Linked DNA regions of Mus musculus: regions 2 and 3 are each linked to region 1. A link is a contact called in public Hi-C data. All regions are on one chromosome and are shown on one strand. The core of a region is the stretch at or near the end of the contact, and the rest is flanking DNA. Distances in the headings are between cores, read along the strand shown. Region 1 has its middle 78 kb from the start of S1pr1. Region 2 has its middle 25 kb from the start of Gm40124. Region 3 overlaps Slc30a7 (solute carrier family 30 (zinc transporter), member 7).

Region 1 (3,182 bases), core at 462-2,961:
GGGGTTCAAAATGGGGCTTCAAAGCCAGGAAAGAAACTTGATTCTTTGGAACTTTTTTCTGGTTTTTGTTTGTTTGTTTGTTTGTTTGTTTGTTGGTTTTTTTATTTTTTTGGTTTTTGAGACAGGGTTTCTCTGTGTAGCCCTGGCTGTCCTGGAACTTGCTCTGTGGACCAAGCTGGCCCCAAATTCAGAGAAATAGATCTGCTTCTGCTTTCCTGGTTCTGGGATTAAAGGTGTATGTCACCACTGCTCAGTTAAGTAGAGAATTCAAATTTGGGCTCACTGTAGCCAAAATAATTAATTTAAGAGGAAGTTTCTGTCTTTTCTTCTTCTTCTTCTTCTTCTTCTTCTTCTTCTTCTTCTTCTTCTTCTTCTTCTTCTTCTTCTTCTTCTTCTTCTTCTTCTTCCTCCTCCTCCTCCTCCTCCTCCTCCTCCTCCTCCTCCTCCTCCTCCTCCTTGTTTTGTTTCCCAGACAGGGTTTCTCTGTATAGCCCTGACTGTCCTGGAACTCACTCTATAAAACTGGCTGGTCTAGAACTCCTGAGATGCACCTGCCTCTGCCTCCCAATTACTGAATTAAAGGAGTGCACCACTACTACCTAACAACACAGCATATACTTTCAACACCACTGAAAATATTAAATGAAATAAGGCTTACAGAAGTTTTAGGTGAGTTCTAGTCATCAACAATTGAATTTAATCAATTATCATGCTTGGTAACGGCGATATAGTGGTGAAGTCTTATTACTAATTGTAGCAGTCACGGGTCTTGGTTCCCAGGAGAGGGGCGAGGAGCAGAAGGAGGAGGAGGGGGAGGAGGGGGAGGAGGGGGAGGAGTCTTTGCTCTAGAGCATAATGGGAGAAGTTCAGATACAGGGACAGAGAATGCAGAACCTTGCCCTTTTAACTAATGTAACCTAACCCGGAGGTGACACGGGGGGAGGGGGGGTGACACCATGGACTTTAGCCTGATGGCAGCCTACGCTCTGTTATCAGCAGCCTATGCTCTGCTATGTACTGGCACTGAGATATTGGAGAAAGGACTCAACAGATGTGAACATCCAGTATCTTGCATCTGTATCCAGTGAACTGCATGAATGATCAGTGTATGGAATTTACTTCTTGCTCTCTGTCCTCACCCCCTACCCTAAATTACCCCATAACATGGCTGCTATGAGAACTTCTAATTCCTGAGGCACACTCATGCCCACAGGCTGATATAACTTGCCATACAGATCCATCTACCACCGTAGCCTAGTGGCATTCACAGAGCTAAAGCTGCCTGGATTTAATAAGAAGGAAAAAAATCTCAAAGAATACATATTTACGACCCTTTCCCCACCCCCAAATGCAAGCCAGTTTAGAAAGAAGTTTCCATTTTAACTGGGTATACAATTATTCACTAAATAAAATATATATTAAAAGAAGGAAGTCATCTCCTTCATGGGTAGTATTCATTGTCAATTTAAATTATATTTCCTAGGGCTCAAAAAAAATCTGTGTGTGTGTGTGTGTGTGTGTGTGTGTGTGTGTGTGTGTGTGTGTGTGGATGTGGATGTGGATGTGCCTGCGCTCATATGTGTGTTGTGGGGGAACGTGACTGCCACCTCCTGCCCACTTCTTCAAAACGGAGACTCTGTAGAGGAAGCCTGGCAGAGGCTCACAGTCCCTGACTTTTGTTTTGACTTCCATGCCTTTAATGGCTTTTGGTGTCATCGTCAGCCAACTCTCTATGTCTATTGACACTCTGGAAACCACACAGATAAGCAGTTTTGAGCTGGCCTGCTCTGTTTATTTTGGCTCCTACCACCGATCACACATTTCCCTGCTAGAGCCCCCGAAAGCTTTGTTCTAATCCAGAGTACTTTTTCTCTCACGTGCTCGACTTTTGGAGTCTGGATTGCTTTGCCTTTTCAACGTTCTTTCTCTGTTGCTTGTGTGTGGTTGTGACCTGTTACCCAGCACACTCTTCCTTAACACAGGCAGACGAGGGCTTGTTCAAGACAGGCAATGCACACCTCCTGCTGAGAGTCTGAGGAGATGCACATGTGGAGGACTCTCCATTCATGTTTGCCGTCACTAGAAGCCAGATGTGCTGGAGGGATAGAGACTTCCCCTGTGGCTTTCCACTGGGGAGTGTCAGAGATAGTCCCCCTCTGCTTTTTAGAACCAACCCATGCTATCTCTTCGGTCTTCAGTCTGGTCACACTCTCTCCAATCATTTAAGACATTTCTTCTGGCACTCCAAATAATATGAACACTTTTACAACAGCAACAACAACAACAACACAACAATAATAATACATGCCATATAGTTACTATCTTCATTATTTTAAGTGTAAAGTTGAGTGTTGCTAAGTGCTTTCACACTGCTGTGCAAACACCACCACTATATTCTCCAGAAATTTTTCTTTTAACAATTTTATGTTGGAATGCCACTCAAGAGACAATGATGAGCTGCTAGCCCCTCCTCCCGCTCCCAGCAGCTACCTTTTCCTTTCTGATCTGAATGGATCTGAAGGTTCTAAGTATCTTATGTAAGCAGCACCAGCTCTATTTGTCCCTTAGTGTCCAGTCACAGCACTTAGGGTAACTTTATCATGCTTTGTCTGTACTCGAGGTTCATCCACACCACAGAACATGACAGAATTTCATTCCTTGTTCAAGCTGAATGACATCCTGCCACATATGATACCACGTTTTGTTGGCACATTCCTCTGCTGGTACATATTTGCTTTCTTCCTCCTTTTGGCTGTGCTGATTGATGTTACCATGAATTCTAACACCCACTTTAAAAGTCTTAAGTATTGACCTAAAGGTGGAATTGCAAGATTACATGGCAATTCTGCATTTATTTTTTTTTTAATGAGGAAAATCCAACCCTATTTGTTTCATTGTTGGCACTGGTAAGAGGTCCATTAAGGCAGAGACGGTGTCAGGGGATATATGGTGATTTGCTCCTATAGTTGGGGCTTCTCACATCTAGCAGATCAGAAAGTAGAGAGGTGGCTAAGTGGAGGGTCAAACTATAACCCTCAAAGTCATACACTCAGTGAGATACTTCCAACAGATGTGTCTGGTGCCACTGAGGTCTTATAACCCTCCAAAGCAATGTCACCAGCTGGGGACCAACTGCTCATACCCATGATCCTGTAGGGGAGAGTTCACAGTCAAACTGTCAC
Region 2 (3,182 bases), core at 217-2,716, 180 kb before region 1:
ACTTGCCCTTCCAGGAGAAGGTTTAATATCATGTCCTCTGCTCCTTGAAAATCTGATGAGTCTCTCTTTTTTCTATAGTCTGGTATTTTCTTCCTCAGTCCCTAAAGCATTCTGTGGTCCAACGCATCGCAGCAGTTATCACACTGTCATATGGCTGTCTATTTGTCTTTCTTCCTCAGGAGGCAGTGAGTCCCTTGAGGGATGAGACTTAGATCCAAAACACCTAACACGGTCGCAGGTGCAGGCTTAGCCTCAGAAGATGATTTCAGGGTTAAAAGAAAATGGTCGTAAGTGTACTTATCCTCAACCTCAAAAGCTAGCCCAGCCTTTAGAGAAAAAGTATCAGTTTTACAAATCTGTATTCTTCTATAGATCATAACTCATTGATATCCAATTATGATTTCACTCATTCCAGCAAGATGGTTTTTTAACATAAATTTATAGGTTGGTAAAAGCAAAGAAGTACTCTGGTCAGATACCCCATCTTTATCTTGGTGCACGCATCGGTCCTGAATGCCACAAAGCTGTATTGCTACCGAGTGAGCTATCCTAGACTAATGTGAGCTGCACTGCTCTTCACTGTCCCAAGGAACTTCTCAGGTATTGTGTGATGTACGCGTTGTCAATGGGGAGCAATAGAGGAGGAAGGCTTGGGGTGGGCTGTAGCCAAACTCTCCAAGCTGAGGCAGGAGGACCTCAAGTTTGAGGCCAGTCTAGGAAAGAGGAAACGCAATGACCATGTAATGCAATAACTAATCGGAAACAATCGCTCATGTCAGCGTAACACGACACAGACAAGCATGGAAGGACCCATCCCTTTACTTGCTGTAAAATGTAGGATGCCTGAGAGAGCCTTCAAGAAAAAAAACGAGCGAGCACAAACTGATGAACTCTTTGGAAATACATTGCATGGTCTGTCAAGAGCAGAAAGGAGATGAAATCGGGTGTCTCCTTGAGTAATCGGTTTTTTTGCAGTTGGGTGATTTTTTTTTAAAAGGAAACTGTATAGAAATTGTTAAAACGTACTTGAGACATAGAACATTTCAGCTCCCTGCGGCCTATTTCTCAGACTGCTTTTCAGATTCTGAAATTCAGAAAGGAAATTACACCGAAATTAAAATGTTTTCTATGTAAAGACAGTCTCCTTGGTTTGAAAAAAAAAAAAAAACCTTAGCGATTTCATACCGCCTCCCCTGGAACAAGACCAATGTAATGAGAGCGTTCCAAATAGCATCCATCATCATCTCTCAATCTACTTTCACCATTACAGTAGCCAGAACAACTGGATCAATGATTTTAAAGGTCGGCAGTGTCAAACTGCCTTCAAAATCTTCGTGTTTACACCCAGAGATCAGTGCTGCTCTCGGCCTTTCTCAGAGAAGCCGCTGCATGGGGCAGTGTTAGCACAGACACTCACAGTAGGTCAGTGCTGAGAATAAGAAAGGCAACCCTAAAAGACAGACCTGTGTCGCCCCCTCCAGGATGCAGGGAATGTTGCAGAAAGGGGGCCGAGTCAAAGAATGAGGAGAGCTGTCAAATGATGTCTTCTGGAAATGACAGAGCTGTTGTAGCCAAAATTGTAACTGCCCAAGGCCTACACAAACTTACCCCTCAGTAGTCCATTATGAATGGGGAAAGGGCTCATGAGGTCCCACCCCCTCTTATAGGCAGTTGCTGGAGAAAAGCTAGCCATATTCCTCAGTGTATAGCTCTGGTAAATTGCCATTGCTCAAACACCCACCCCGTCATGCAAGCAACCCTAATTAAATGGTATGGAGTTTTAAAATGTAAACAGATATGCAAGTAGGAGGGAAGTTTATTGGGAAGCAGATGTGGAATGGATTAAAAGAAGATAGTAGGGGTGTGATCAAAGTACAGTGTGTGTGTGTGTGTGTGTGTGTGTGTGTGTGTGTGTGTGTAACTGTGAAAGGATAAATAGTAATTTTAAAGTCCAATTCTGTGTTGTCTTAGAAACAGAATGGCTCACCCTTGAATAGAATTTACTAATTGCTCAGCATTCAAACTGAAAATAGTAATTTGACTAAATTGTAATTTGTGGCAGTTTATGGATACTAATGTTATTAAAAATTCTAGGCAGGATCACTGATTATAGAAAATTAAGGAGAATTCACTAATACAAAAAAAATGAAAGTGTCATATATTTCAAATTTTCTGACTCCTGTGTTCTGTCCCCATATGCACAATTGTTTTTAATTAAGTTATGTGGTTCAATGTGCGAAATGATGTTAATAATTTTAAATATATTTTATCATCCAACACATCCAATTTCTCAAATTTTAAACACACCTCTGTTTCTCTGTACTCTCTTTGAAAATGTATAAATATTTTGTTAGAAAGGTTAATTCTGGGGAGCTAAGCAATAGCTCAGCTCCACGCAAAAGGTTATGTTCGAGAATATTCAACTAAAAGAAACTGTTAATGAAGCTGTTAGGATCAAAATGAAATGTGAGGATGTTGTGAGCTTTTAAGTGAATTTTGGAAGAGGAAGGAGCAAGAAGAAAACCTAAAGAGCTGAGAAATGATATTTTATTCCCTAATGCCTATGATTGAAAAATTACACCAAATAATTATGAAAAAGAAATAAGCAGTGAATTCCCACATCGGCATACCATCATTTACATTATTTTTTATAGAAAAATAAGCCTCTTCCTGAATCAGCTTTTGTGCCTCTGGTAAGGAGCAGTTTATCTCTGTGTTGTATCTGTCCTGTGAATAGTTATACAAGCTGAAGACTATCTCATCCTACAAAAAAAAAAATCTGTTACATCACAACAATTTTTCTACTGCCCTATACAGCAATTCTCTTAAAATAGCTGCCTAAACCCACGGTTTCCACTTCTCACCCTGTATTCAGTAAGTCACACCTCTGTGGCCTCTGTGACCAATAAGACTTTCAGCATATGAATTACACATCAAGAAATCCAAAGAATATATTCTAGAGTTCATCCTGCCTGGTCCAGGACTTTCCAACCAGCTGTCTCCAACCACTCACACAGCTACAGCAAAATACCTCAGACGAGGTGTTGTTGGTGTTAGCGCCATTGCTGCCTTATTTCTATTTTCCTTTTTGTCTTTGGAGGTTGGCTTTTGGAGACAGGATAGCATGTGGTCCAGGCTGGCCTTAGCATCCCTGTGTAGGTGACAATGACTGACAACTCCTC
Region 3 (3,182 bases), core at 265-2,764, 160 kb after region 1:
CTGACTGACACACAGGGAAACCTAGGGCCTGAGCACTAGGCTACACCTAGCTGGTAACCCCGGAGCCTGAGCACCGGAGCGACTGCGGCAGCTCCTTTCCCTACACTACACGCCTGTACACAAGCCCATTTCTTTAGCTCCTTGAAAGAAATGAGTGACCTGGAAAATGGAATTACCGAGGATGATGATGCCCCAGAGTTCTAAAGTCACCACAGACTTAGCATCCGAGTACTAAATAATAGAACCGTACAACTTTCTGATTTCCATTTCTTTCAATTCAAAGCCCATCTCTTCCACTCTTAGGGTCAGCTGTAAGGGAGACAAGCAAAGTTCAACAAATGCAGGAGAGACTCAGCAGCAAGTTCTCCTGCTTTAGAACCAAGACCAGAAACTTTCAATACGAGAAAGCATCGGTGTATTTAAAAATCTGATCTAGTTACTTCTGTATCTGTTCATTTTGTGTGGTTGCTTGGGGAGGTCAGGAGTCAATTCTCTCTTCCTGTCCCTGAGGTCAGGTCCCCAGGCCAGGCAGCAAGGCACTTTACCTGCTGAGACATTTCACTGACCTGAGGGTCACGATTATTTTCCCCTCCAAAACAAAACAAAAAACAGTAAGTGAGAGGTTTCAATTTGACAAATGAGAGTTATGAGTAAGATGTAACTTAAAATACGAAGTAATTTAACAATTTACATTTCATGAAATGAAATTTGTTACAGAAACCCCTGATATTTACTCATGCAACAAGAACATTGCAGAAAAAGAAATAAATTATTTAACTGTCCTATTCTAGTATGTGAGAACTAAAATAGATTAAAATCATTAGGCATAGGAATAAAAGTTATTTTAGAGATGTGACCCTGCCCCCTTGCTCTCCTGTGTGTGGTGGGGAATGCGTTTGAGTATTCTCACAGCTAGCCTCAAAGGACTCTCTGGTAGCTACAGGGAATGGAATCAACTAGTCAGGACCTTAGCTGATAAAAAAGGCTGAAAATATTCAATGCCCAAATACAGTTTCTGAAACAGACGAGGCAGCTGAAGGAACTTTAATATTTCCTGTTTCTAAAATCCAGGTTTGTGCCTCAGGAGGCCTCCCTGTGGTCCGAGATTACAGTCCAAGCAGCCCGGACAGACAGTGGCTGCTAGCACAGGTCACAGAGTAGGAAGCACATTCCTTTTCACTGGGAACACTGCCTGAGTGGCAAAGCCATTAGCATCAGGGTGCTCAGGAGTCCCAGGAGGCCCAGAGGAGGCCCACAGGAGGCTCATAGGAGGCCCACAGGAGGCCCAGAAGACCCACAGGAGGCATACAGAAAGCCCAGGAGACCCACAGAAGTCCCAGGAGGCCCACAGGAGACCCACAGAAGCCCCACTTCGAGGGCAGCAGCAGCACTAGAAGCCACAGGATGAGGGAGGGTGGTAGTCTGGAGAAGGCAGCCTGCAGGTTACTGCCACATTGTTCTCCTTGGCCCTGAAACATGGAGTCCGTATGAGAAGAATTTAGACATACTGCCTGGGCCTCCAAGGTTTCATTATGAAAGCCACGGTGATACACATTTATATAGATGAGTCACATTTATATACTGTGTCTTCTCAGAAAGCTGCTAAAATTCCAGACAAGTAGAATCAGCGCACAGTATTAACTGCATCAAAGATTAGGATTATGTAAAACCTAATTAACATTATATCTGTCAGTAATTCATTCATAAGCAACCTAAGCATGTGTGTCTCTCATCAGGAGGCAGAATCTCTCATTTATGTAATGCCTTGAACTTAACTAGAGTGCGTATTCTATTCATGTCTGAAGATGTGAAGGCAGAGAAAGAGAAATATGTACGTAGTGACATTCGTAACAGAAAAGTAACTCTGCTTAGAGGAATGTTTAGACTCCAGCCAACAATACTAACTAAAATAGAAGGCCCTAGATCAAGTCTAAGCTTGACTCTGACTGAGAGCATTTCCTCCTTTACTTTAGTAGCTTCTATATTTGATATGTTAGTTATAGGATTTTTAAAGCTAGCAAGATACAAGGAAATATACGTTTCCTAAAAGAGATTTCTAACAAGTCATACCTGAGTAAAAATATTATGCGTTTGGCTTAAGATCCACCTGGCGTCAGCATCAGGGGCTACCACGAGCTTCAAGGTTCCCACGTAAACATCAGAACAGAGTGTCCAGAAGTGCTGTTCTTGCAAGTTGTAAACTCCTTGTAACTGTTGCACCTGAAACACCAGGCAGACGTCAGCATGGAGAACAAGCCGCCTCCCACCCAAATACGATTATGACGGGAGACAGAAAGGTGGACTCGACCACCTACTTAGAAGGACAAATGCCTATGGAGTACTCAGTGTGTTCCAGGTGACCCTGAGACAGGTTAGGGTCAGAGAATGAATGAACACTTATCGGAAGTTCTAATTTTAACACATCAGTCAGAGCAGTGCAGGCAAGCAATGGAGCTAGAAAAGAGGATAAACCAGGCCACAGAAGTGAGCGGAGGTAAAGGACGGAAATCAACACATGCTTGGGAATGAGAGAACTCGTTATACAGAAAAGGCTCCTGGAGAAAAGATTAAGAGGCTAGAGGGACGTTTGATCTGTCTGTCTGTCTGTCTATCTGTCTATCTACCTGTCTGTCTATCTATCTATCTATCTATCTATCTATCTATCTATCTATCTATCTATCTATCTATCATAAAGACACAATTTTGAATACAAACCCAAAATGGATTTTGTAAATGGAAGAAATAGTTATTTTTCAGCTCCACAAACTCTGTTTCTGGCTCTTTGCCCTGTGCTCTGGGTCTGGAGGTGAACACAGAGCTGAAAAGAACAGACATGTCCTCTGCCACTGTCCTCACCACAGCCATCTCAATGCTGCAGACGCTCTTCCATCCTCAGTACGCGCACACACACACACACACACACACACACCCCGCCCTGAGATCCCAACCCGGGGCCTGCACATGCTGGCTAGCACTCTACCCCTGAGCTACTTCCTTGGCCTGACTTGAAATCCTTCAGTTCTCATCAGTGTCCACCATTCCAAATGTGTGACTTAGCTGGCCTTCTCCCTAAATGCCTGTTTGGTGTTTCAATTTTAATACATTACAAACAGAATCTCACTTTGGAGTAACTTCCTATTCTCACCCTTTCCTCCCTAGCCTCAGCCTCAACAGCTGAGTAT

Evidence for each region. A called contact is a pair of places that touch in the nucleus more often than the background predicts.
Region 2: a Hi-C map of liver shows a contact between it and region 1, with 2.6 times the contacts expected there. The contact joins two enhancer-like sites. A contact is called at or near these places in 3 of 484 Hi-C or Micro-C datasets (CD4 T cells, the HL-1 cell line and liver).
Region 3: a contact with region 1 is called in a Hi-C map of Th1 cells, with 2.5 times the contacts expected there. The contact joins two enhancer-like sites. A contact is called at or near these places in 2 of 484 Hi-C or Micro-C datasets (ECoMG-derived neutrophils and Th1 cells), 3 of 115 datasets of contacts at active chromatin or transcription factors (Th17 cells, regulatory T cell precursor and thymic regulatory T cells) and 1 of 9 other capture datasets (liver).

What each region holds. Positions count from the first base shown.
Region 1 is chr3:115,791,835-115,795,016 of GRCm38.p6, forward strand. No RefSeq gene overlaps it. Among named protein-coding and RNA genes, the nearest start is that of S1pr1, 78 kb to the left of the region's middle. Within about 2 kb of position 1,712, at least 63 of the 459 cell types and tissues checked have an H3K27ac peak or open chromatin away from gene starts, as enhancers often do. A contact at or near this core is called in Th1 cells, Th17 cells and liver, where this site is marked.
Region 2 is chr3:115,614,740-115,617,921 of GRCm38.p6, forward strand. No RefSeq gene overlaps it. Among named protein-coding and RNA genes, the nearest start is that of Gm40124, 25 kb to the right of the region's middle. Within about 2 kb of position 1,467, at least 6 of the 459 cell types and tissues checked have an H3K27ac peak or open chromatin away from gene starts, as enhancers often do. A contact at or near this core is called in liver, where this site is marked.
Region 3 is chr3:115,951,982-115,955,163 of GRCm38.p6, forward strand. Slc30a7 (solute carrier family 30 (zinc transporter), member 7) reads right to left here. Exons shown (of 11, transcript NM_023214.7): 10 at 2,071-2,220. Among named protein-coding and RNA genes, the nearest start is that of Mir669n, 26 kb to the right of the region's middle. Within about 2 kb of position 1,515, at least 29 of the 459 cell types and tissues checked have an H3K27ac peak or open chromatin away from gene starts, as enhancers often do. A contact at or near this core is called in Th1 cells and Th17 cells, where this site is marked.